5 separate regions of the Mus musculus genome follow, and regions 1, 3, 4 and 5 are each linked to region 2. The links are chromatin contacts, called in public HiChIP or PLAC-seq maps. All regions are on one chromosome and are shown on one strand. The core of a region is the stretch at or near the end of the contact, and the rest is flanking DNA. Distances in the headings are between cores, read along the strand shown.

Region 1 (5,048 bases), core at 2,408-4,907, 400 kb before region 2:
AGAAGACACAAGAATTGGCTCATTGTTTTAAAAAGCGACCTTGCTGGAGAAGCCTACCCCGCGTCACCCACGTCACCATGCCAGGGGTTTGTGTGCTGATCTGTTCTCAGTCTCGTTTCAAAAGTAGGAAGCTGGAAGTGCCGAGAGGTTAAATGTCAGAATCACTATGATGAGACTCCACCTTTCTAACCCGGGTCTGTCTCAGAATAAGTCTATTCAGAGTCTTGGGCTGTTCTTAGATGGGTCTCTGAGGAATTTAATGACTTGTTGAACAAGTATGTTCTCCAGGACTAGACTTTTTCTAAAGCGGTCACCCAGCACAAGCCTGTAACAAAAACACTGATAAATAAAAATAAGCGTGTGGGGGTGGGGTGGGGGTGGGTTTGATGGGAAGGCGACATAGACTGAATAAAATTTACACACCGAGCTTCAAAATATAACAATTTAATATCTTTATGTGCAAAGCAGATTAACTATTGTTTAATCCAACAGTTAAATGGTTGCTTCTAAAAAAAAAATAAATGGTTGCTTCTGTGGGTTTGTAAGAGTTAGAAAATAAAAGTTATAAATATATATATACATACATATATACATATATACACATGTATGTATATATATATATATACATATATGTTTAACATGTATCATCATGTTAAACAAGGGGAAACACTTGTGTAGAAATGTCCACAAATCCCAGAGACCGATAATATTCACACGTGCGCTCCTTTCCAGTGCTCAGCAGTTTAATCAAATAAAGATACGCATGAAATTTAAGCTGCCATTCACTAGGTGCCTGACTGACTTCAAGCTTTTATCTTTTTGGAAGAAGTGAAAGGCCTAGCCTTTGTCTTCAGGCCTAGGTAAGAGACATGCAATACTATCAGAAGCAAAACAGAAGTCCGGATGCTACATTGCTATAAAAGAACTAACGATGGTTCTGCACAAAATGGGTGATCTGTGTGAGCTCTCAGGCTTCCAGTCACCCAAACTCCAAAGTGCAGTGGGAAGAACATGACAGCAAGAAGCAGAACTTGGGGCATGGGGTCTGAGAACTCGGCGATCTTCAGCAAGAAAAGCTACATTGAGTAGACCTCTCCATTCTCAAATAAGAATACACTGAGCTTCCACTCCCTTAATCTTGCATCTTCTAACCTACAGAGTGGGGCTATTAAATCATTTCTAATCTTGACCACACGAATGAAAAGTAATTTTTGATTGACTATTCTGAGGCAGTGAGCAGAGTCCAAAGAGAGCTGTCAAGATCTTATACTCAGGACTCTAAGGAAAGTCAAAGAGTCTCTCCCCAAACCTCTTATCTTAGCTCCGAGGATAAATGGTTTTCTGTTATGCACAAATAAAAGCCAACAGAGCTAAAGTCACATTTTTCTGGTTCCCAATCCAGTGCTTTGTCCAGTTTTTCTGTTTTCCTTCTCCCTCTGGGAAGGGTACAACATCTCCATCATAGACACTGAAGTCCAGTGCATGTTAAGTGAAGAGTTTAAGGGAAAATAGCAAAGAGAAAGGAGAAAGACAAAGTAGAGATTAAAAATAGTCACAGGATTGGCAATGTCTATAAAGAGTGAGTGGGCCGCCTGGCTGTCCAAGATCAAAATAGTAACGGGACTTGTTCTGATTTCCAATTTGGCACATTTAAGTACATTTAACTGTCCTGACTTGGACTCCTGGGGGACATGGCCAGTATAGTCATTGTTACTGCTACCATGATGTGTTTAGGGGAAGGTATGCAAGAGGAATCAGCCTCCCTTCCCCTCAGAGAACAGCCCTATGGCAGCAAGGAAGTTCTAGCTCCGCATTCATAGGCCAAAGGTATGAGAACATTTAGCCCAAAGCAAAGGCTGTTTAAGAGGCACTCAGCCAAAAGTACATTTATAAATTCAGTTTTTGAGGGAACACTAATAAATGAAGCTATTTGGTGTGTTTCATAGATTGAGTGAGTAGATGTATGTGTGGTTGGATGGATGGATAGATGGATGGATGGATGGATGGATGGATGGATGGATGGGGTGGAATGGGTTGGAAATGAGTCAAATACTCACTAGCAACACACTGCTTAGTCTAAGCTAGCTATCTTCACAAACATTTGATGTCTCAATGATACCACCATCATCTGAGCAATGACCATCAGTGTCTTGGACAGAAGAGAAACTGAGGCACCAATTGTTAGCGACTTCTAAGGGGCTGTGGCAGGAAGGTCCAGTTGAGCTGACATTTGAGCACAGGGCTGCTGAGGGCCAGTCCGGCCCAAAGCAAAGGACTCCTGTCAGCTGTCCTTGTTCTTCAAAAGCTGTGACTGAGCTTTTCTTCTGACAGGAAGAACGGGAAACATCGGAACAGCGGTCAACGGTTCTTACTGCTGCTCTCACAGGATGAGCACAACAGCAGGGACGCAGGAAGATGGTGTAAGCTAGCTTGCTTCCTTTGAAAGGGACTTAGACAGAGTCTTAAGGATCATGGGTGCGGGAGGGAGCAGCTTGGGCAGCCAAAAGCCAAAAGCCAAGGATAAAGAAGACAAGGGACCACACAGAATGGGGCTAACTGTCAAGGCAAAGGAAAGAGAGCTGGTTAGTCTTCCGCAACACTCAGGGGATGTGAACATGAGAACCTCACACTGTCCTAGTTCTTACCTGGCTGCCAGTGGGTGCTTGTAAAACTCGTCATAAGACAAATAAATGGGGGCTGATCGTGAATTACTTCTGTACTGGTTGGTGCAGGAGTAAAGAGACCAATATGGGGTTGTGGCAGCTTATGCTTGGAAAACACCTGGAACCAGCCCCCATCCTGGCTGGTTCAAATGGAAGAGGCTTTTTACCATTTTCAGAGACACAGGGAGTAAGATTAAAGCTAAAATTATCAGCATATCAGCCTCAAAGGCAATACTCCCCACTGACCTTGTTTTAAGAAAAACGCAGGCAAGCAAAAAAGGACAGCAGAGTAGGAGAGAACTTTGCTAAAATCACAGAACTCTTTCTAAGAATTTAATTATTTCCTGGAATGAAATGAAATAAGGAGAATTTTTTTTTGTCATAAGGCTTTCGAGTATTATTAAATAAGGTAACTGAGAACTGGCTGGTTGAGAATATGAGGTTAAAATTAGAGCGATTGCAGATTAAGTAATAAACTATTCTGAGAATGCCACTGTATAAATACCAATAGTCCGGACCCCACTCTGCATAACAGCAGCGAACCCATTATGACCACTCTCTGCAACTTGGAGTGGAAATTAAAAAGACAAAGCCTGCAGTCAGAGCCCCTCTGGAACTAAGATGAGGAGGTAGAGCGGGACCCACCCTACCCAAGGATGCCAAGGTAGCAACTCCTCACCCGTGCGCTGTGGCACTACACGCCAGAGCTGCTCTGTCTTCCTTGGGGGCGAAGATGCAGAGGACAGTGGTCCACGGCCCAGCTGGAGCAGCAGCAGCTGTAGCAGCGACCGCACCACCCGGCTCCAGCGGGTCGCAACGCCCGATGTAGCTGTTCCTAGACTAGACGCAGTCCGCAGTCCGAGGGACCCTCAGAGTCTCACGGTGGCCATCATCAACCTGGTTGTCCGGCCTTTGTGTGCCTTTTGTACCAACAACAAACAAGTCCCAGCCAGCGTTACTGCCACTGCATTCAGCGCAGGGCCGGGAGAGTGCGGCAGTCACAGCTCCCCCTACCTAGCTCACTGCTCTCTTTTTTTAAATTAAAGAGATAGCATATCAGCTTCAAAGAATGCCATAATGCCACACACCCAGTGTTGTGGATCACTGAGGTAAAAAGTCACGATGGGAGCTTTATTATTATTTTTGTTGTTTTCCAGAGATTAATTTTATGGAAGGCATACGGCTTAAAACAAAGTCATTCCCCATAGAAGGTTGGTGCTAGGGGCTTGGTATGGGCCTCCTCAGCCCCATAAAGAGTTCTGAATAGACTCTGCCCGGTCTGAAGACAGGAGGATTAAGCGCTCAAGATCAGCCGCCTTTACATAGTGAGTTCAAGGATAGCTGGTCTCAAAATGGATGAATGGATGGATGGATGACAGACAGGTGATAGCCATATGATAGTAACAGCAGCACATGCCCAGATAAAACAGCATACACAGTGCCTTTGTTCATTGTCATTGTGGACATGAGATTCCAAATAAGTATCAAAAAATCAAAAATTCACTCAAAATGTGCTGTGTGTTGTAAAATGTTCTACAGTTGCAATCTGATGCCAGTGTTAATTCAGTGTTTCTGTCAGTTTAGTAATGGGGACACTGAGGCAATAAACCAGGGCACGGCATCTCTACGGCACCAAGCTTTGTGTGCAGCCCCGGTCCTCTGCCCTTGCGTGGGCTGTGCTCTAGTTACAGCATCAGGACCAACATCCTCCAGCATCCTATGAATGGGGAGTGTACACCAGCTAGAGCTTCAGAAGATTGGAGGCTCCTGTTTGCTGCACCCTTGGGGAAATTACCTAATTCAGCTCAGCCATACAGGCTCCAATGATGTCCCTGGGGAGAGGCACCGACTTCAGAAAGGGCAATCCACTTTGTCTGCTTTGCTGTAGTCTCGCCCTTCCCAGGGGACCACTGAAGATACCAAATCTAATAGCATTTCTTCCACACCACAGACTCCTATTAGTCATCCCTCGGAATCCATGGGAATTGCTTTCTTGAAGCTGCCAAAACCCAAAGATGCTCAAGGTCCTGATCTTAAAAGGGCATTAGAGAGCTGTGTTTGGAATGGCACAGTGGGCAAGGCCACTTTTTGCACAAACATGAGTACCTTAGTTCAAATGCCTAGTACCTACAACAAGTGTTGTGGGGCCGTGTGCCATAGCTCAATAATGTTAAGACAGGTAGAGTTTTCTGTCTCCTGAAGTCTCCCAGATCAGTAAGAGACCCTGTCTCAAGGAGATAAGACAGAGGTCTCCCACTGGCTTTGGAGTACACTCCTGTAAATATATATATATATATATATATATATATATATATATATATATATATATACATACATACATATACACACACAGTGTTGGTGGGGTGTAAATAAATAAATAAATAA
Region 2 (4,826 bases), core at 1,636-4,135:
CCCCACGTAAACACCTGCTGCAGAGAACACACTCAGTGCTTTGCAAAGAGGACAGGAACTGCCAGCAGGGAAGCAAGATTCGAAGGAGTTACATAACCACGTAACACCATGCCAGGCCAGGCCAGGCCAGGATGGACACCAGGTCTCCTTAGCGCAAATCCCGGCACCCACCTCAGATTATGGCTAGAAAATCCCGCATCTCACTCCCCAGCCGTGCCCTATGCTGCGCTGCTTCCACAGAAATTCAGAATCCTGGTCTTGGGGTTTTACAAAAGCTCCACTCTGTCTCCCCTCCACTCTGTCTCCCCCCCCACTCTGTCTCCCCCCCTCCACTCTGTCTCCCCCCCCTCCACTCTGTCTCCCCCCCTCCACTCTGTCCCCCCCCTCCACTCTGTCTCCCCCCCCCCCCCCCCCCCGCAGTATCTAAGGCCTCCTTGGCTGACTTCATTCTGCTTCGGTGGTGCCAGACACTTGCAGTAAACGATTTTCATCTGAGCTGAACGCTGCTAATGGGGAAAGAGCAACTGAAAGCTCTGGTTTGTGCCTGATGGATACCAAAGCCTACTCCCGTCTCTGGGGTGGCGCGGGGATGGGGTGGGGTGGGGGTGGCGCGGGGGTGGGGTGGGGGTGGGGGGTGGGGGGGTGGTACCTCTTCCATGAGGCCCAGTCCTCTGCAGCCACTTCCTACCAGCTGCAAAAGACTCCAATTTCCTCTGCTATCCATGGGAGTTTAATAAAAGCAACTTGTTAACCTACAGTGATTTTGAGTAATAAAGAACTAATATAACTTCTCAAAATGTACTTCCACAAACCCAAGAGAAATAAGTATATATGTAAAAAGCGAATTGGTTGTTTTGAGACAGTCTCACTATGTAGCCCAGGCTCCCTCCTTCTATCTCACCCTTTCTCTCCAAAGCTGGGATTATGTGTATATATCTCCATAAACAGCCAAACGTGTAATTTTTTCTTTTTATTCTAATTTTTTAAAACCCCAGCGGAAGTCCTTTTTAAAGCACAGTTGAGTAGTATTAGGTTTGCTCCACAGCTGGGCTTGGACCTTCAGAACTCTTTTATCTTGCAAAACCGAAACCCTGAACAAACACTAACTTCCTTTCCTTCTTCTCTCCCCTGCCTACTCCTTGCCAACCACGTCTCTATTTCCTGTTTCTGTAAGCATTTCAGACGGTTGGTGTCCAGACCATGTAGTCTCAGCCTTGCTGTGACAAGTGTTTCACTGGGCACAGTATGCTCATGGTCCTTCCATGCTGCCCAAGTCAGAGTTCCCTCTGCCTTGAGGCTGCGTGTGCCGCCCTCTCTGTTCCCCCTTCCATGTGCTGAGCACACCAGGTGCTCCCACCTCTCAGCCATCTGCACGAGTGTGCTCACCACATCTTAGAAGCCCCGCTTTCGGTTCTTTGGGTTCTGAACTCGATCAGGATAGTGGTGATGTTGCTCGTTCTGTTGTAAGATTTTGGGAGTTTCCATATTGTTTTCAAGGTGGACACAGCATTTTATTACCCCACCGCCAACGCACAAGGGCCCAGCTACCTATAGGGTTTCTTTGGTTGACAATTCCAAGTATGGAAAAGACACCTTTTCTCTTTGTGACATTCTTTTTTGTTAATTAAAAACATAGTTACATCACTTCCCACGCCCTTTAATCCTTCCCAGGCCCCAACTTCCTCTCAAACGCATGGCCTTCTTTAATTATTATTACACACACACACACACACACACACACACACACACACACAAACACACGAATAAATATATAAATACAACCTGCTGAGTCTGTTTAGTGTTGTTCCTGTGCACTGACCACAGGGCTGTCAGCCTGGTATTGTATAATCATTTCAGAGCTCATCCCTGGGGAAGACTAATTCTCCCTCTCTCAGCAAAATAATCCTGTACACATGGAGAGGGGGCTGCTCAAAACCAAAGTCACTTTAAGATCCCAGACTCTAAGATCCCATCCACTACAAGAGCAGACGAATTATATTCCTAAGTACTTGCTAACTAAAAGCTTTAGCCAAAATCAGGAAGGACTCCCCTTATTTTCTCTTTTCAGTATTTTGAACAGGTGGGGATTGAACTCAGGGCCTTGAGTAAGCTAAGAGAGTCCCTACCCTTACCCTCTGTCAGATCTGTGTGCTGAGGTCAGCTAGAGACAATGCTGGAAGAACACTTTTCAAGAGCCCACCAGTTTCAGATACACAACACAGTGGGTTCAGCACGCTCCGGGTTGGACCACCATGGTAAGCCACCACCCTTTGGGCAACAGCTGCATGTTCAATTCCCCTGTTCCTTTCACAATGGCCTCTAGAAGTGAAACTCCAGCCAGCCAGCCAGGACCAGGACCGACCCCAGGAATGGGTGCAGAGGGCCGTGTGCTACCTATGGAGAATGGGCCAATGCCTAGGCTAGCAGGACGGTTAGGAACACTGAAATCAGCAGACCATCTTCTCTGAACTCAGACGTCACAGTTCTGAGGGAGCATCTGATTCTAAAGGTGAGTTTGACAACAAGAAATGACCTCACACTGCATCAGTACCGGAGCCATGCTTTGTACCCCCTTCCTGGCTATTCTCTGAAAAACAAGTGTCCTGTCCCCTCCCCCACCCTGCCCCACCCCCACCCCCCACGTCCGCTGCGGCTTTCTTCTCCAAACAAACCAGTCTCTTTCTGGCTGGCTTATTGTGGCAAAGTGACAGGGCTTAAAAGCACTGAACTGCAGAGTCCCAGAGAGGCCACCTTGGGAAAGCCATGATCTCTGAGCCTTTGCTTTCTCTTGTGTAACTGAGAAAAACACCCCTGACCCCCCACTGTCTGAGGCGGATGTGGAGCAAGGTGAGAAGAACCCAGCCTTTCAGCTAGTGTTCAGGGCTGGGCCAGGAGGTGGCACAGCTGGGAAGGGCTAGGCTGTCACCCACAGACTTGCTAATGCACAGTGCCCTTTCCCTGCCTGGCAGCTCCCTCCCTCCGGGTGGGGATTTCCCCAAGGCTTTGTTTGGGGGAAATTCCCTTGCTTAGAGCAGTCTGTTAAAAACATACATTTCAGAAACCTTCCTGCCGCTCACTATACTTCCTCCAGGCTGAGAAAAACTATTCCAGCTTCCCCTCCTCAAAAGCGGAAATGGCCTCACAGTCTGGCAGCTGTGGTTACAGATGATGGTGGGCCCAGCCCCTCAGCCCAGAGAGCCACCCTCAGGCCACCTCCTTCCCCACAGAGGGAACCAGCAATGCCCACACAGCTGCAGGCATGCCTTATCCACTCTTCTCCAGTGGTCCCCCAACACTCAAGGGCATGGCTCCCTGCCACATTGGAGAAGGCTTAGAAAAGTGAAAATCTCACCTTATTACCGGCCACTGAGCCAGGACTGAGCTGAGAGGTGTTTCCAAACGTCTCTCAGATGGCTTTGGAGTCAGACAGAATTGAGGCAGTGGGCCTTCAGGTTAACCTCACACAGCAGCACACCCACGGACCTGCTCTACAATGTGTGTCTATGGCCTGACGCTGCACACCACACACACACATACCACACCACACACACCACACCACAGGTTATACAGCAATGGAAGGCTCTGCTGCTGAGGACTGCTCCTGGTTCCTGTTCTGAAGGGAGACATTTTGCTCCCTCCCTCCTTCCCCAAGAGCTCAGCGTTCTGCATCATTCTTAAAGGCCAACTGTCTCTTGTTAGTAGATGGTTCCCTGATTTCCTAACTGTCTCTTATCTATGCTTCGATCCCCTACGATAACCACGTGCTAGAAGCACAGGCTTATCCTCTCTTTTTTTTTAATTTATTACGCATTTTCCTCAATTACATTGGCTTATCCTCTTTTAAAATACTGTCCACATGTACACAACTGGTTTATTTATCATTCTAAACCGTATTACTGCTATTCTATTTCGGTTAGTTATGTCCACGACTATGTCCCACAGACGTTAAGACAGGAACTCATTTGTGAGCCACTGTGTGCTGCAGACTGAACTAAATGAAGCACGAGACACCGTTCACAGTGGAATATAAACTGTAAAGTATCATGTCCTGCTGCCTTGAAATCCATTCTTCAAAAATAGTTCTCTTTGCATCTACAGACCAACAACAAGACTCAAACAGACCCTAGAAATAGTCACCCTTGTTGATTATCCTCTATAATGTCTAAGGTTCTTTAAAAAGAACAATTCTCCACCTGCAGCTCTCACGAGCACTCGACATGTGTCTGGCTGGAGGGAGAGGCATCACAATCGAGCCTAATCATTACAAACTTCTAGAAGTGGCTTCATTTTTCTACAGACGGCTCAGTAAGCCTTCAGTGTCATCAAAGCTACCAATGAGTATTCTCCCCTCAGTGTAGTCAGCTTGCCTGGAGTTCTGCCATGCTCACTAAGGATCACTGCGCTCATCTGTAAACTGACCAGACAGGAGGAGTTGGGATGGGAAGCCTAGGCAGCTGGCACCCCGGGGTGCCCATCCCTGGGCCAGCAGCCAGGAGGAATCTGGCTGCTCTCTGCCCTGTAGCAAGCAAGCTCCTAGCTTTACCTATGGCATGTCCTGGTCTCCTCAGTCAGCTGTTCCACCACTGTACTTTCCTGGTTTTGGTGGCGGCTGGCCACATCCATCCTTGCTGACTGACACTTGAGGGGTTACATCCCTCCTGCATTCCCTCTACTTCCTGACCAGGTCCTCCTGCCACCTTGCTGGCTGGAGGAATCTCTCAGGGACGCTGGGTTGCTCAGCTGTATCCTGCATGGTATTCAACACTAATAAGTGTCCTGAATTATCATCAGCTCCACTCTTTTATCCAGGAGAAGAAAGCAGCAAC
Region 3 (4,619 bases), core at 1,936-4,435, 420 kb after region 2:
AGGAGCACCTGAAGGATTTGCTTCTCCAGAGGTTCAGCTCCCAGTGTGATGGAGATCTTGCTGGGGAGAGCTCTGTGGAGATGGTCCACACAGTTTTACTTAGCTTTGTCATGGAGGTTGCCTGCTTTTAGTCCCACTACCACTTGACTAGCAGTTCAGTGGGAGGCCAGGATGAGCACAATGCAGGCCCTGCTCTCCCAAGCTGACCAAATAACCTCGGAGCTCCTTTCCCAGGCCAAAGGTGCTGTGTGAAGGCCTTATTTCCTGCTTCCCTTTGTTTCATTTCCCATCATCGCTCCTTCAGTAGCCCGGCATTCCTACTTGCAGAGAGGTAATAGCTCAGCCTTGTCCTGTACTTGGATGTGTCTTCCAAGGAGGACACAGGTCCCTTTCATCACACTTAGCACAGCACACAAGAGAAGGGTTGGGGAGAAGGGTCCATATACTGTGAGGGGTTCAAATTTCTTTCCATGGAACTCTTTGAAAGGTGCAGATGTGCAAGGACTTTGCATCAGGGAACTTCAGAGACCTGCCTGGAACTGGGATTATGTTTATCAACTCTGTTACTGCCCTTACAAGTTTTAATGACATGGTAGAAAATTGAGATCAAAAGAAAAAAAATCCCCATAGTCTTTGTCTCCCGAGAGGGTTTGAAGAAGCTTATAAAGGATCCTGCCATACACAGGATACAGGTTTGAAGAATGGAAGCTTGGATCACTGGGGCAATGGGAAGCATCTTCCCACTAACCAGTCAGTGGGCATGTAGTTAGTGCTAGCAATGCTCTGCCTAGGCACTGCTGTGAGCCATGAATCCTAATAGGCTGTGGGCCTCCAGACACTCACAGCTCAGCTCTGCAAGAAGGCAGGAGGCACACCACCAGCTGGAAAACCAAGCTTTCATACATTTCATACATCTAACTTGCCCCATAACTAGACATCATCTTTGAAGTGATTTCAGAACAAATTTCCAAGGGCTGGGTGGATGGCGTTAAGATCGCTTCTTGTTCCTCTAGGGGGACCAGAGCTCAGGTCCTAGCATCAGGCAGCTTGCAAACACCTGTAACCCAGTTCCAGGCCCTCTTGTGGCCTCTGCAGACACTTACATGAGAAGTCACATACCCACCCCACCCCCCAACACACACACAAATAAGATTTGTAAAAAGCAAAACAAACAAACTTTTTGTTGACATGAATGAATTGGCCAGAGTCAACAGTTGATTGTATAGATACCCAAGAGAGATGACATGTTCGAGTGCAAAAGAATAATTCATGCCAGGGGGATGCACTTAGCCACTTGATCCATACATAGGGAATCACCATATTGTCCTTCATTTGGCAACACCTGGAAAAGCTTCGTTATGATCTGAGGTCAGCAGCTCACAGAGTACCTGGAATCTGAAGACAGAAACCATCTCTCTTTGGTTTTGTGCAGAGCGTGTGTGTGTGTGTGTGTGTGTGTGTGTGTGTGTGTGTGCTCATTCCAGTGTGTGCAGGTGCACATAAGCATGTGCAGCCCAGAAGACAAACTCAGTGTCCTCAGGCACATCCATCATTTCACTGGTCTGGAGCCAGGATAGTAGGCTAGGCTGGCCAGCCAAAGAGCCCCATAAACCCTCCTATCTCTGCCTCTCTGGCACTGGGGTTATAAGCACGCACCCCCACACCTGGCTTTGCAAAATTCTGATCCTCATGCTTGCAAGGCAACCATGCTCTTCACTACAGAGCCATCCCTAAATCCTTCCTAGGTGAAAAGATATTAGATGCCATTGTAGTGACAAAATGCCTAAAATAGCTTAAGTGGAGGTTAAAGGTCTAGTCTGGCTCACACTTTCAGAGGCTTCAGTCTGTGTTCAGCTGGCTCTGCTATTATGGTCTTGAGTGAGGCCGTGCATGATGGAAGAACATAGCAGAGGAAGCTGCTTGCCTTAAGGCAGTCAGGAAGCCACAGCTGTGAGGAGCAGGCTTGTAGTACTGTCTTCCAGGCGGCATCCCCGGGGACCTACTTCCGCCAGCCACGTTGCAAGCCTGAAATTTCCATCACTTCCAGGGACCACATTTTTAACAGATGCAACTTGAGGAAGATTGAATTGGGATGCTGAGGTGGCATCATTTGGTTTCCTCTGTGTGTGCAACTCTTTTCTGATCGGCAGCAACTGGGCTGTAGAGACAAGGACACAAAACTCATGATTTCCTAGGTTCCTTTATCCAGAAAGCAGTGTCACCTTCTAGCACGTTTTTTTTTTTTTTTAATGCTACGGCTTCATGTGATGCATTTCCTGCCAGTGCTTAATGAACCCTTGATCTCCTTTTCCAAAAAGGAACACTTAAAGGTTTTAAAGTATTTAACTTGTGGCGATTACTATCGGCTTCCAAGGTAATGCTCTTTCCCGCCACCTCTTTCTATAGCACAAAAATGCTGTGTGTGTTGCTCTTCCTAGCATCTGTCTTACTTAGCTGGCTCTTGCCTTTAAGATTAATTTTAATCAGAGCTTCTCCAACTACCCTCCTAACTTCCCTGTGGGTTGACATCATGTGACATGCTACCCAGAGGAGGAAAGATACAGAGCTGGATCCTTGGGGTGATAGTGTTTTCTTGATAAAATGACTTCAGTTCTACTTCTGAGTCATGACAAACTATTTGCTTTTGCCTAAGTAAAGAAGGGAGCAGTTGGCACACAACTGCGCAAACCATTTTCAGATCTGGGTCATATATCCAGGATCTTTGCTAATTTTTGTCCAGATGAAATGGTTTTTTAAGTTGATAGTCACATTTACTTGGGTAGATTATAATACTGGCTGCCCATTTTGCTTCTAAGTGTTTTTAATCATTTTGTGTCTTACTACTCTTTGGCATCTAACTGTACAGCTGACAACTTCAGGCAACAGTGAATATTGATAGTGGGATCCTGGGGCCTGCTTTCTGATTTTCATAGAAATACGTCTGTAAACAGAACTGTAAAGTCTCTCGTAGAAATGTGTCTTCCTACCCTTAGAACTTGCAGGATTTTTCTGGTCCCGATGAGACAAAAGCCCTAAATTTCACAAGAATCTCTTCAGGATCTAGAAAGAAAAGTTCATTCTTTCAAAGTTATTGACTCATGGCCATATTCTATGATGGTTCTCCTGTGGTAAGTCCTATATGATCATAGTTAATTGTTTATTACTGCTAAGCATTAATCATGTGCACATGGTTTCCTCTCTGTGTTTGGAGATGAGGGTGGTTTAAGGTCCTGCCATGGAGGACCTGTCATAGGGGTGTAGTTGCCTGATGCTGACTAAGCTGCTGGCCCCGGAGGTGTGGGAGACTGGAAAAGTCCAGTTCTGAGATTGCTTGCATCCTGCTAGGGGACCGTAAATGAAGTTAAGAAACTGATGGTAGACAAAAGCCACAGGCAAGTATGGCTGCCTGGGTCCAGAGGCCATAGATGAGGTCTCTGACCAAGGAAGGAGCTAAGGCTTAAGGGACGCTCACTTGCCAAGGTTGGTGGTGAGTGTTCCTTGGCTAGGAGAACAGCATAGTGCCATGGCTCCCAAGCCAGAGGAAACACAGCAGGCCAAAGAACAAGATGAAGGACAGGAAAAAAGGCAGGCAGTATAAAGGAAGCAAAGAAGAGGCACAGTGGGAACACAAAGCCCTCCAGGCTGGACATAGCTAGAGTAACAGGGATCACATGCCGGGAGTACACTGGATGATAGTGTGTTGGGTGGCCACATGGAGTGATGGAGCAGAAATGGATTGCTCTGAGTTTTGGAGGCTGGATGTCTAGTAGAACCCATGCTTGGGATTTGGTCTTCCAAGATGGCAGGCTCCTTCTGTCCACACATGATGGATGGGAAGGGGTGATGGAGATCACCCTAGCCACTTGCCAGGGCACTACTTGCTTCATAAGGGCAGATCCCCACAGTTTAACCACTTCCCAAAATCCATGGTTACCTCCTCATACCACCACACAGGCATATTGGGTTCCAACATCTGAATTTTAAGAAAACATCACACCAGACTGGGCAGGAAATGGCAGCAAGGGTTCTGTAGCAGTCCCTGACTTGGATATTACTGTTTTTTTTTTTCCTTTTCTTGTTGGATCAATTATTGTTTCCCCCTTGAATAGATATTCTGAAATAAAACCTGATTTAGTATTGTTTAAGAAATGGGTCTTGGGGCTCTTGATTTCTGGTTTGTCTTTCAAACATTCAGTGATGATGTTTTTAACCCTGAAGTTGTTCTCTCCCTTTCCCTCTTTGTTTCTTTCTGTTTGTTTGTAATATCTTGTTTTGTTTGTTGAGACAGAGTTTTTCTATATAGTCCTGGCTGTAGACAGTGCTGGCCTCGAACTCAGAGATTCACCTGCCTCTGATTCCAAGTACTGGGATTAAAGATATGCATCAACACCTATGTACATTGGTATTTTGCATCCATGTGTGTCTTTGTGTCTGTGTGTTGGATCCCCTGGAACTGGAGTTGTAGACAGTTGTGAGCTGCCATGTGGGTGCTGGGAATTGAACCAGGTCCTCTGAAAATGCAGACAATGCCCTTAACTACTGAGCTACTTCTCCAGCTCCCTCATACCAGTCTTGACTGCACAGTGAGACTCTCTCAAGAAAAGCAAAAAGGAAAGGAG
Region 4 (4,849 bases), core at 782-3,281, 470 kb after region 2:
GGCAGCTTGAGGCTGCTAGTTCTCATTTTAACTAAGTTCAAAGTGAGAAAGGAGCCAGGTGGTGGTGGCGGGGCGCACGCCTTTAATCCCAGCACTTGGGAGGCAGAGGCAGGTGGATTTCTGAGTTCGAGGCAAGCCTGGTCTACAAAGTGAGTTCCAGGACAGCCAGGGCTATACAGAGAAACCCTGTTTCAGGAAACAACAACAACAAAACCAAAACAATAAAACAACAACAACAACAAAAACAAAAACAAAGTGAGAAAGGAAAAGTGTATGTGGTATTTAAAAACCAATTTCAGGGGGCTGGCGAGATGGCTCAGTGGGTAAGAGCACTGACTGCTCTTCCAAAGGACCTGAGTTCAAATCCCAGCAACCACATAGTGGCTCACAACCACCCATAATGAGATCTGACGTCCTTTTCTGGTGCATCTGAATTTCTGGTGCATTATTAGTATAGTATACAGTATACTAATAAATAAATCTTTGGGCTGGAGTGAGCAGAGACTGAGCGAGCAGAGCTGACTGGAGCTGACCGAAGCGAGTGGGGGCCTACCAGAGCAAGCAGAGGTCCTAAAAATTCAATTCCCAACAACCACACAAAGGCTCACAACCACCTGTACAGCTACAGTGTACTCATATACATAAATTAAAATAAATAAATCTTTAAAAAACAAACAAACAAACAAAAAACCAATTTCGATAGCCAGCAGGATGGCTCAGCAAGTTAAGATCTACCCAAGTCTGACCACTAATCCAATTCCTAGGCCCACACATGGTGGAAGGAGTGAACAGACACAAGCTGTCCTTTGACCTTCACACACATATGCCATGCATAGCACACGTGTGCCCCAGCACATATCCCTCAACCCACCCTGCCCCACTGCCACACAAAATAAAGAAAATTTAGTACTTAATGCACTGTAAAGCTGTAAAATACCCTTTCCCAAGAGCAAGAATTAAAGCACTCTCTTCACTGAGAGTAATACAGAGAAAACAGAATTCTTGGAGGAGACACACCTGCATTTTATCTGATGAAGGAACACAAACAGGCCTTTAAGTGCAGTAGTACTGACAGTATCAACCCAGAGAAAATTCGGCTGGGCAGGTGGAACCACCGAGGAGTAAGGAAACAGTGGAGGCGTGGTTGGGAGATGATGGAGCCTGGAGGAAGCACGCAGAGAGGAAGCCCATGTTGTCTAATAGTAAAGCTGGAGAGAGCAGAGAGAAAGAATCTGACATGGAGGGAGACTGTCTATTCATTATTGTTGACTTGCAGACTGGGCACAGACAGGAGAAAGTGAGTCCGAAAAGCCGATCCTGAGTACAGTTGATGGAGAGTTAATCACTACTTTAGTCAGAGCCAGGTTACATCAAACCCAGGAAATGCAACCATTACACCTAACCAGCAGCTTCTATAGTGTCTCAGCATATGGACGGAGCGAATGAGAACATCAATCTGAAATTAAACCACGACATTTACTTTCTGCCTAAAGTGCTGAAGAATGAGTAGTTTGGGAAACACATTCTACCCTTTATTGTAAATCCTTCTCCAAAAACTTTTCTTTGCTACAATCATCAAAAAATAAAAAAAATAAAAAAAATAAATAAAAGCCAGACCAGAGCCCAGCAAGCAGCTCCTTCCCATTTCCCCCAGATATTTTAAGGTACCTGTTTTGGAAGTAACTACAACAATTTTAGGTCACTATTTGTGGCACCATAAAAACAGCCTCAGGATCCTTAGAAAGCAAAGGGTAAATGGGGAAAGGCAAATGGCAAAAGAACGAAAAACAATGGGGCAAGGGGAAAGAAACTGGGAAGTGTGGTCACTCTGTTGATGGCTAACAGGAAAAATTCAAACTTAACTGATTAAGACATTGGATATGAAAAACATAGACCATCATACTCAGAAAATTAGAGTATAGAAGTTCAGACCTGTTCTTCCCTCTCTTCAACCAACTTCTGTGATGAAGAACAGCACTTCCTCCACAGCTACGTCATGCTGTGGGCTGTGGCTTCTGCGCAGAAAGCACAGTCAGCTACTGGGGACACTGCTCCCCGTCGCTAGCCACGGATCTCCTGAGACTTTCAGAGCCTTCTACAGACATCTCTGAGAAGAACTAGCTGTAGAAAAGGCAGAGGACCTTACACTGTGAGGCAGACAGCAAGTGAGGGCAGTGGCTCTTCGATCCTGTGTCCTCAGCTTGGATGACACCTGGCAGCATACATTATTAGTGAAGCAATTATGGACTTTTTAAGAAGGAAAGGAGTATTACTGAGTCATAAATCCAGTGGGGACTTTTCAGTTGCACTTCACCTTGCTCTTCTGCAATGTTGAGCACCCAGCTTCCTATCTCAGCGTGAAGGCAAAGATTTAGAAAGGCAGCTAACCACTCTGTGGGAAACAGGCATGCAAAACGCTCATTCCCATGAAAATCTTTAAAGCCAAAACTGGGGGTAGAAAGACAGGTCACTAGGTAAAAGTATCTGTTGCTTCAGCACCCCAAACAGCATCTCACAATCATTAGTAACTGTAGTTCCAGGGAATCTTGTCCTCTTTTGTCCTCCTTGGGCACCAAGCACACACATGGTGCACAAACATATATGCAGGCAAAACACCCACACATAAAATGAATGAATCTAATAAAAAAATAATAATAATTTAAAAAAAACAATCTTTGAGTTCTCGGGTCTGGGGAGAGAGTTCAGTGAGTAAGAACAAACACAAGGACCTAAGGTTGAACTCCCAGCATCCATGTAGCAAGCCAGCCATAGTTTTATGTGCCTGTGGCCCCATCACTGGGAGAACAAAGACAAGCGATCTAAAGAGTTCAGCCAGCCTGTCTGAAAGGTTGAGCATCTGGTTCAGTGAGAGACCCTGTTTCAAGGCAAATGTGATATAAAAATAGGATGATATAGCTAACAGCTGAATGTTGGCGCGAGAGTTATTTAATCTCTGATAGCAGAGGACAAAGCAAATGATAACTCTAAACAAAATACAAAATACAAAAACAAGATACAAAAACAAGAATATAAAACTATTACTTATGGTAAACCTAGAAAAGGGAAACCCTTTTAGTTAATCTTTTCTAAGTGAATGCCAATTTCACAATTTTATTACAACTGTTCATGCTAGGAAGAGCACACCTCACCTTTGGAGTTAGACATTAGTTTAAATTCTAACAGCCATACATGGCTAACCTGACAGGTCATTCAAACTTACTAATTTCTTCCTCATCTATAAATGGAGATTCTAAAACCACTGGCAGGGTCCATTTTTAGATCACTGATGGTCCTGGTTCCATGTCTGTTGCTGTGATAACACTCTTTGACATAAAGCTAGGGTTCATTTGGCTTAAAATTCCAACCACCATTGTGGGGAAGTCACAGCAGGACCTTGAGAAAACAGGTCACATCTAGACTCAGGAGCAGAGACAGAATATATGCACAAATGCCGCCCCCTTGCTTTCTCTACTTTTATACATTCAGGATCCAGATCACAAAATGCTGCTGCCCACATTAGGATGGGCCTTCCCCACCTCAGCCAATTAAGACAAAAAGAAAAAAAAAACCCTCACAGGCCAATGTCTGTCACTGGGCCCCCTTCCCAAGTGACTCTACCTTGTGTCAAGGTGATTATTAAAAGTAAACATCATGGTGATGAGAGCTAATGAACTAACATATATGTGAAATGTGAACATTGTGAAATTATGACAATGGTACATAACTGTGTTCACTGATATAATTGCCTAACAGAAGGTAATCATTACTTTTCAAAGACAGCTGTTAAACAACATTAAAAGAAACTCACTGAACAGTCATACATTATCATAATCAGTTAAAAATGTTTATTACTTTTACTTGAGGGTGGGGTGGGCATGCACAGGCCAAGAAACCTGTGTGGAGCTGAGAGAGACTCTTTGAGAAGTTGGTTCCCTCCTTCCCCCGCGTGGGTTCTGGAGAACCAGCTCCGATCGTCAGGCTTGGCATCAGGTCCCTTTACCAACACTGAGCCATCCTGAGAGCCCTACAAACAATTCTGATTATACCAATTAAACTACACAGAGTTTAAAACTTTTTTTTTTCTTTTGTTTTTTCATGACAGGGTTTCTCTGTGTAGCCCTGGCTGTCCTGGAACTCACTTTGTAGACCAGGCTGGCCTCGAACTCAGAAATCTGCCTGCCTCTGCCTCCCGAGTTCTGGGATTAAAGGCGTGCGCCACCACGCCTAGCCTAAAACATATTTTTATGCAATTAAATATGTTTGGGAGAAGAGTATACATAATAAAAACAAAAACTTGGTTATGTTCAAAGCAATTCTGTAAGACTACACTTTTTCCAAACCATAATTTAAGGAAACAGTAGAGTCTATATAACAATTATCAGACTACAGTGTGAGGTTCATGATGCTCTTGTGTGGGATGCCAGTGTCAGTCAAGTGTGTACATGCTAGTTCCCAGCAAACCTCGGTTCCACTATAGTCTATATACACCCACTTAAGACTTCTCTAGAGAAACGCCTCCTTGCCACAACAGTGACACAAAATAACAAAGGCAGTCCCTTAAGAAGCAACTTCAGTTGGAAACCAACTGGAAATCTCTTAACCATTAAAAAAAGACATAAAAGGTCAGATCTAAAAGGTGAGCAAAAAGCAGCCTTACCTAACAGCAGCATGGGCCTACCAGGAAGACAGTAAGGTTTAATCAGGAACAACCTTCAAGATCATAAAAATGACAGCTATACACCCCAAAGGCCAGATCGGTTCTTCATAAACTGACGGAGGTCATTTTGTAACTAATGAAGGGAATCATCTAGATTTTCCCACCAGTGCTCACTTAGTGATCAGGGTGTTT
Region 5 (5,021 bases), core at 563-3,062, 290 kb after region 2:
GCTGTGGACTTGGCTGATGAGCCTCCCCCACTCCTTCTGTAAAGGAACATTAAAGATCCTAATCCTCCAAGGGTCCAACAGCTGCTCTGATTTCAGGATAGCACCTTTGTCAAAAATCAACTAACCGCAAACGCAGAGCTGTTTGTTAGAAGCTCTGTGGGTCTCTGTGTGTGCCTTTATGAAACTCTTACACTGCTGGGATTATAGGAGCTTTAAAGTAAAGGTTTGAAATTAGGAGTTGTGGGTCTTCCAACTTGATTTCTTTGAAAACTTCTATCTCTATTCTGAGCCCTAGGAATGTCTAGGTGGGTTCCAAGATGCACGTTCCAATTTCTGTCCAACAGGCCCCTGGGATTTTGACAGGCGTCGTGATCAAGTCAGCACCTTAGCAGTGTTAAGTCATCCAATCCACAAAATAGATATCTTTCTTTTTTTTTTTACTTTTATTTATTTATTTATTTTAAACTCAACAAAGTTTTATAGTTTTTAGTATTCAAGATGTGCTGGCTAGTTTTTGGCAACTCGATACACTTAGGGTAAGTACCCAAACTGAGGCCTTTCTACTATCAGATTAACCCATAGGCAAGTCTATGGGGCAGTCCTCCTCCTCCCTCCATGGTTTTGGGTTGTGTAGACAGCAAGCTGAGCAAGCCAGTAAGCAGCCTGTGCTGCAGTAAGTGTGGCCTCTGCTTCAGTTCCTGCCTCCAGGTCCCTGTCCTGGCTTCCCTCAATCTAATGAGTTAGAGGTGTTAACTCCTTCTCGCCCACATTAGCTTCGATTAGCTTTGATTAGTGTCTGATCACAGCAGCAGAAAACAGCTAGCAGCTAAAATTTGCACATTAAAAAAAAGTATGTTTGTAAGTATTTTATTATTTTAATGCTATTATGAATCAAACTGCATCGTTAATTCCATTTGCACATTTTCAGATGCCAGTATATAAAAATGCAGTTGATACTATTTGTGCATGCGTGTATGTGTGTTCAGACTTGGAAACCAGTGGTTGACATAAAATGTCGACCTTGATTGATCTCTGTGTTTTGTTGAGACAGGGTCTGTCGCTGAACTTAGAGTCCATTTACTGAGCAGCTAGATCTACTGAGCAGCAGGCTCCAGGGAGGCTCCTGTCCCTCAGTGCTAGGACTGTAGGCAGGTACTGACACACTTGCAGTTTTACATGGATTTGGGGAACCCAAGCCCAGGTCCTCTATCTGGGGGACCAGAGAACAACACCAGCACATTTATCATGTCTTTTCTGCTTTAAATAATCTGATCATTGCCATGAAAATATCCCTAATATTGTAAGGGACCAGAAAGAAGTTTTTGCTGGACCTCAAGGCCAAGGTTGGTAATGCACGTTACCCTGCCTTCAAGAGACACAATAATGACCAACCTCACTTGCCTTGGGTTTCCTGAGCAATCAGCTTTTACAACCGCAGAGAGTGGAAGCTGTAATCTCCTTATGTCCTCTTCCATGACCCTGACCTGCTTGTATGTTTGCAGGTTTGCTGTGATAATCATACCCACCATCAACACTGAAAGCAGCTTTCTTCTATCGATTTATAGCTGTATTTATTTGCTTATCTGGGTGAGTTGGGGGCAGGTGGAGTGAATGACTTAACCCCTTGTAAACTCTGCTAAAGATTTCTGTAAAATCCCTCGTTCATGTGTTGCTTTCTGTGCTGTTCAATAAATACAGAACAAAGCCCTGTTAGGAACAGACACACAGACACAGGGACAGACAGACTCACAGGGCAGCATTCAGACAGGTACAAATTCAGACAGAAAACCACAGAAAGGGGGAAGTAAAGAAACAGAATTACTCAAAGGGGAAGTGTTTGTTAATTTCCTTTTCCTAACGCAATGGCAGCACATGACTGGTGTCTGAGGTTTTCACTAATGCACTCAAACTGATGCACCAGCCCTCTTTAGATATCCTACAGACTCTGTAGCTGGTCTCTGCTACTTGGTAGGTTCTTTTTTTCCACCCTTTATCCATTGCCCACCCCCTTTAACCCTTTAATACTAGGTAGGAAAGAAACAAGGATAGAAGGGAGAGAGGAATTAGGAAAATCCCTGAATCTAATTTCTTTCTTTTTGTTTCTTCTTTGACTCCAAGTACCAAATGGTAAATAACTTCCCTAAATAAACACCAACCACCAACCCTCCCCTCTCAGGGCCTCCGAATTTATATGCACTATGAAAAGTTTCCAGAATTCCGAATGTCACACAATCATAGAAATTATCTGCAGCTGGCAAAACCACACTTTTGCTAGCGCAAGAGGCAAATCATGGTCAGCTGCTTCGGACAGTCGGAACCAGTCCCACACCCTACACCTGGGATTAAAACAGAAGCACACTCTTACAATATTTCTGTGTGTTTTTCTTTTCTTTTCTTTTTTTCTTTTTTCTTTTTTTTTTTTTTAAGAAACCAAAATTCCAGAATTCTCATTACAGAAGTTCACTCTCTTGTTAAAATTCATTGGCTATTATACTTAAGACAATGTAACTGCATATAAAGTATACCTCAGCTAAAACAATTAATGTACGTTTAAAACCCTGAAAGGGGTAGTTATTTTTAGAGTGAGAATGTCATAATAACAGAAAATACTCTGTGTTTATGTAATCACACCAATTTGCCATTAAGGAAGGTCCTGCCCAGGGAGAAAGGAGAGGTGGTGTTCAACAGAACACAGCTAACAGCTATGAATGGAGAAAGAAAGCCATTCAAAGCTAATACCCCCCTCCCTGAGAGTTAAGTTGCCCCACTAAGTCGGTAACTATGGAGATGGAGGACAGTATTGGCTATAACTCATATTACACTGACATTTAGTTTGTCAGAGCAATCTTGCAGACACAGGTTTGTTTCTCTCTCTCTCTCTCTTTTTAAATAACACATCTTTGCAAATGCTTATTGAATTTATATACATTACAATCAAAGAAGGGGCAAGTGCAGGGTCCCCAGGTTCAGCAATGCTGTTCACAACTAGATGCCCCTAAGAATGAAAACCATGGTATCTCGGCTACATGCCAACGGCAGAGACTGCGGCTTGACACTTATTCATGAAAAGTGGCTTTGTCTGTGCAGAACTTCTCATCCTGCAGGTTTTTCTGACTCCAGAGATAGGCAGGCCCTTCAAACTCAAACACACTGTGCTTCTCCCAGAGAGCTCCTGACTGGAGGAAATGTAGGGTACACTTATTACTGTGTGGGCTAGTTTTTGTCAAGTTGACACATGCCAGGCGATATGAACAGAGGCAATCTCACTTAAGAAAGTTGAAATTCATCAGATTGGCCTGAAGCAAGTTTGTGGGGGAATTTTTTTTTTTGATTACTAATTGATGTGGGCTCACTGTGGATGATGTCATCCCTGAGCAAGTGGTCCTGAGTGTAAGAAAGCAAGCAGAGCAAGCAGTGGAGACACATCCAGTAAGCATCACTCCTCCATGGCCTCTGCTTCAGTTACTACCTTTCACGATAGACTATAATCTTCAAGGTGACTTATTCCCTGTCTAGATTACTTCTTTTTTTTCTTATTTAGTATTTATTCATAACCATAAGCTTACCTCTGTAATCCAGCTAGATTGGAGGGGAATGAGGAAAATATGGAACTCAAAAACTTCAGTGAGAGCAAAGATTACAGGGTATTATGAGCAAGTGGGGGGGGGGTGGGGAAGGTGGTGGGCTTTCCTGAGCTACAAAAGGAATGGTCTGGTGGGTAAGAAAACAGTAAGTCAAAATCATTAGAGTTGTCCACCATCAGAAATGGTGATCTTCTTGTTGGTCTTGCCATTCCTGGACCCAAAATGCTCCATGGCTTCCACAGTGCTCATGTTTGCATTCACCTTCCCAGAGACCACGTGTGGCCATCCAGCCACTCTTGGCAGTGCAGATAAAAAACTGGGAACCATTTGTGTCTGGTCCAGCATTTGCCACAGACAAGATACCAAGACTCATATGCTTCAGGATGAAGTTCTCATCCTCAAATTTCCCCCTGTAGATGGACCAGTGCCATTATGGCATGTGAAGACACCACCCTGGTACACAACTCCTGGAATAAATCTGTGAAAGGAGCAGCCCATATATCCACATCCATTCTCTCCAGAGCTCAGAGCACAAAAGTTTTCTGCTGTCTTTGGAACTTTGTCTGCAAACGACTCAAAGGAGATGCAGGGTTTGCCATTGGTTACCATGTCAAAGTGCATGATGGGGTTCATCATGGCTGCAGCAAGCTGCAACAGGGGACAGTGGTGTCTGCAAAGCCTTGGTTACTTTTTCATTGGTATGATAAGACACTATGACCAAGGCAACTTATGAAGAAGGAGTTTATTGGGGGGCTAACAGTTCTAGAGGGTTAGAAACATGGCAGCCAACAGGCAGGGTAGAGCAGTAGCCAAGAGTGCACATCTTGATCCACCACAAGACAGAGAGCTAACTGGGAACGATATGGTCTTTTAAACCCCGCCCCCAATAACATACCTCCTCCAAAGCCACACCCCCTAATCCTTCCCAAACCATTCCACAAACTGGGGACCAAGTATTCAGACATATGAGTCTTTGGGGATCATTATCATTCAAACCACCACACTTTCCCAAGAGGCTCTTGGTCCTGGTGGTTATCACAGCAGTAGGAAGCTAACTAGAGCTGCTTACTTCCAAACACAAAGGCCTTTGAGAATTTTTATATACGAAGTGAAAGAAAAAGTAAGCCACGTCTGCTTTTTCACAAGCAGAATAGTTCCTCTCCAGAACTAGCAAGCTTATCAGACCTCAGATAAAACAACCCTGAGTGCAGCCAGCAGGCACTCACTGAAGGCAGCCTGCTTGTTACATGAGCTGCTATTGGGGAAATAACATGGGTGGTTTTTATATTTATTGAGAATAATCACCCTTTAAGAGCATGCTATCAAAATGCTATTAACAGCCGAGTACAGTACCAGGCAAGGCCCTGATGCCTTCACACATGGTCTTTAGTTTAGTGATGCAATAAATCTCTTTAGTTATTTTTTTAATAAAATGTG

What was found. HiChIP or PLAC-seq counts read pairs in DNA pulled down with a chosen protein or histone mark.
Region 1: a contact with region 2 is called in an H3K4me3 HiChIP or PLAC-seq map of pro-B cells, with 2.8 times the contacts expected there. The contact joins the promoter of Sacs here to the enhancer-like site in region 2. A contact is called at or near these places in 4 of 39 promoter capture datasets (the C10 cell line, embryonic stem cells, hippocampal neurons and 1 more), 7 of 115 datasets of contacts at active chromatin or transcription factors (the 230-238 cell line, acute myeloid leukemia, embryonic stem cells and 3 more) and 2 of 9 other capture datasets (adipose tissue and embryonic stem cells).
Region 3: a contact with region 2 is called in a FOXA1 HiChIP or PLAC-seq map of pancreatic cancer cells. The contact joins two enhancer-like sites.
Region 4: an H3K27ac HiChIP or PLAC-seq map of microglia shows a contact between it and region 2, with 6 times the contacts expected there. The contact joins two enhancer-like sites. A contact is called at or near these places in 4 of 39 promoter capture datasets (the C10 cell line, hippocampal neurons, neutrophils and 1 more), 1 of 484 Hi-C or Micro-C datasets (CD4 T cells), 4 of 115 datasets of contacts at active chromatin or transcription factors (astrocytes, bone marrow-derived macrophages, microglia and 1 more) and 3 of 9 other capture datasets (adipose tissue, liver and macrophages).
Region 5: an H3K27ac HiChIP or PLAC-seq map of microglia shows a contact between it and region 2, with 8 times the contacts expected there. The contact joins two enhancer-like sites. A contact is called at or near these places in 1 of 484 Hi-C or Micro-C datasets (hematopoietic stem and progenitor cells), 2 of 115 datasets of contacts at active chromatin or transcription factors (the HPC-7 cell line and microglia) and 1 of 9 other capture datasets (macrophages).

Annotation. Positions count from the first base shown.
Region 1 is chr14:61,137,066-61,142,113 of GRCm38.p6, reverse strand. It overlaps Sacs (sacsin), which reads right to left and starts at 3,657. Exons shown (of 10, transcript NM_015788.2): 1 at 3,343-3,657.
Region 2 is chr14:60,735,025-60,739,850 of GRCm38.p6, reverse strand. The region is part of intron 4 of Spata13 (spermatogenesis associated 13); the gene reads right to left. Among named protein-coding and RNA genes, the nearest start is that of Gm34997, 31 kb to the left of the region's middle. Within about 2 kb of position 2,885, at least 218 of the 459 cell types and tissues checked have an H3K27ac peak or open chromatin away from gene starts, as enhancers often do. A contact at or near this core is called in the 230-238 cell line, the HPC-7 cell line, acute myeloid leukemia and 11 more, where this site is marked.
Region 3 is chr14:60,317,452-60,322,070 of GRCm38.p6, reverse strand. All of the region lies in intron 2 of Gm34874 (a long non-coding RNA gene), which reads left to right. Among named protein-coding and RNA genes, the nearest start is that of Gm34874, 24 kb to the left of the region's middle. Within about 2 kb of position 3,185, at least 6 of the 459 cell types and tissues checked have an H3K27ac peak or open chromatin away from gene starts, as enhancers often do. A contact at or near this core is called in pancreatic cancer cells, where this site is marked.
Region 4 is chr14:60,266,718-60,271,566 of GRCm38.p6, reverse strand. All of the region lies in intron 1 of Mtmr6 (myotubularin related protein 6), which reads right to left. Among named protein-coding and RNA genes, the nearest start is that of Mtmr6, 3.9 kb to the right of the region's middle. Within about 2 kb of position 2,031, at least 72 of the 459 cell types and tissues checked have an H3K27ac peak or open chromatin away from gene starts, as enhancers often do. A contact at or near this core is called in bone marrow-derived macrophages, microglia and neutrophils, where this site is marked.
Region 5 is chr14:60,441,177-60,446,197 of GRCm38.p6, reverse strand. It overlaps the pseudogene Gm6066. Among named protein-coding and RNA genes, the nearest start is that of Amer2, 66 kb to the right of the region's middle. Within about 2 kb of position 1,812, at least 70 of the 459 cell types and tissues checked have an H3K27ac peak or open chromatin away from gene starts, as enhancers often do. A contact at or near this core is called in the HPC-7 cell line, hematopoietic stem and progenitor cells, macrophages and 1 more, where this site is marked.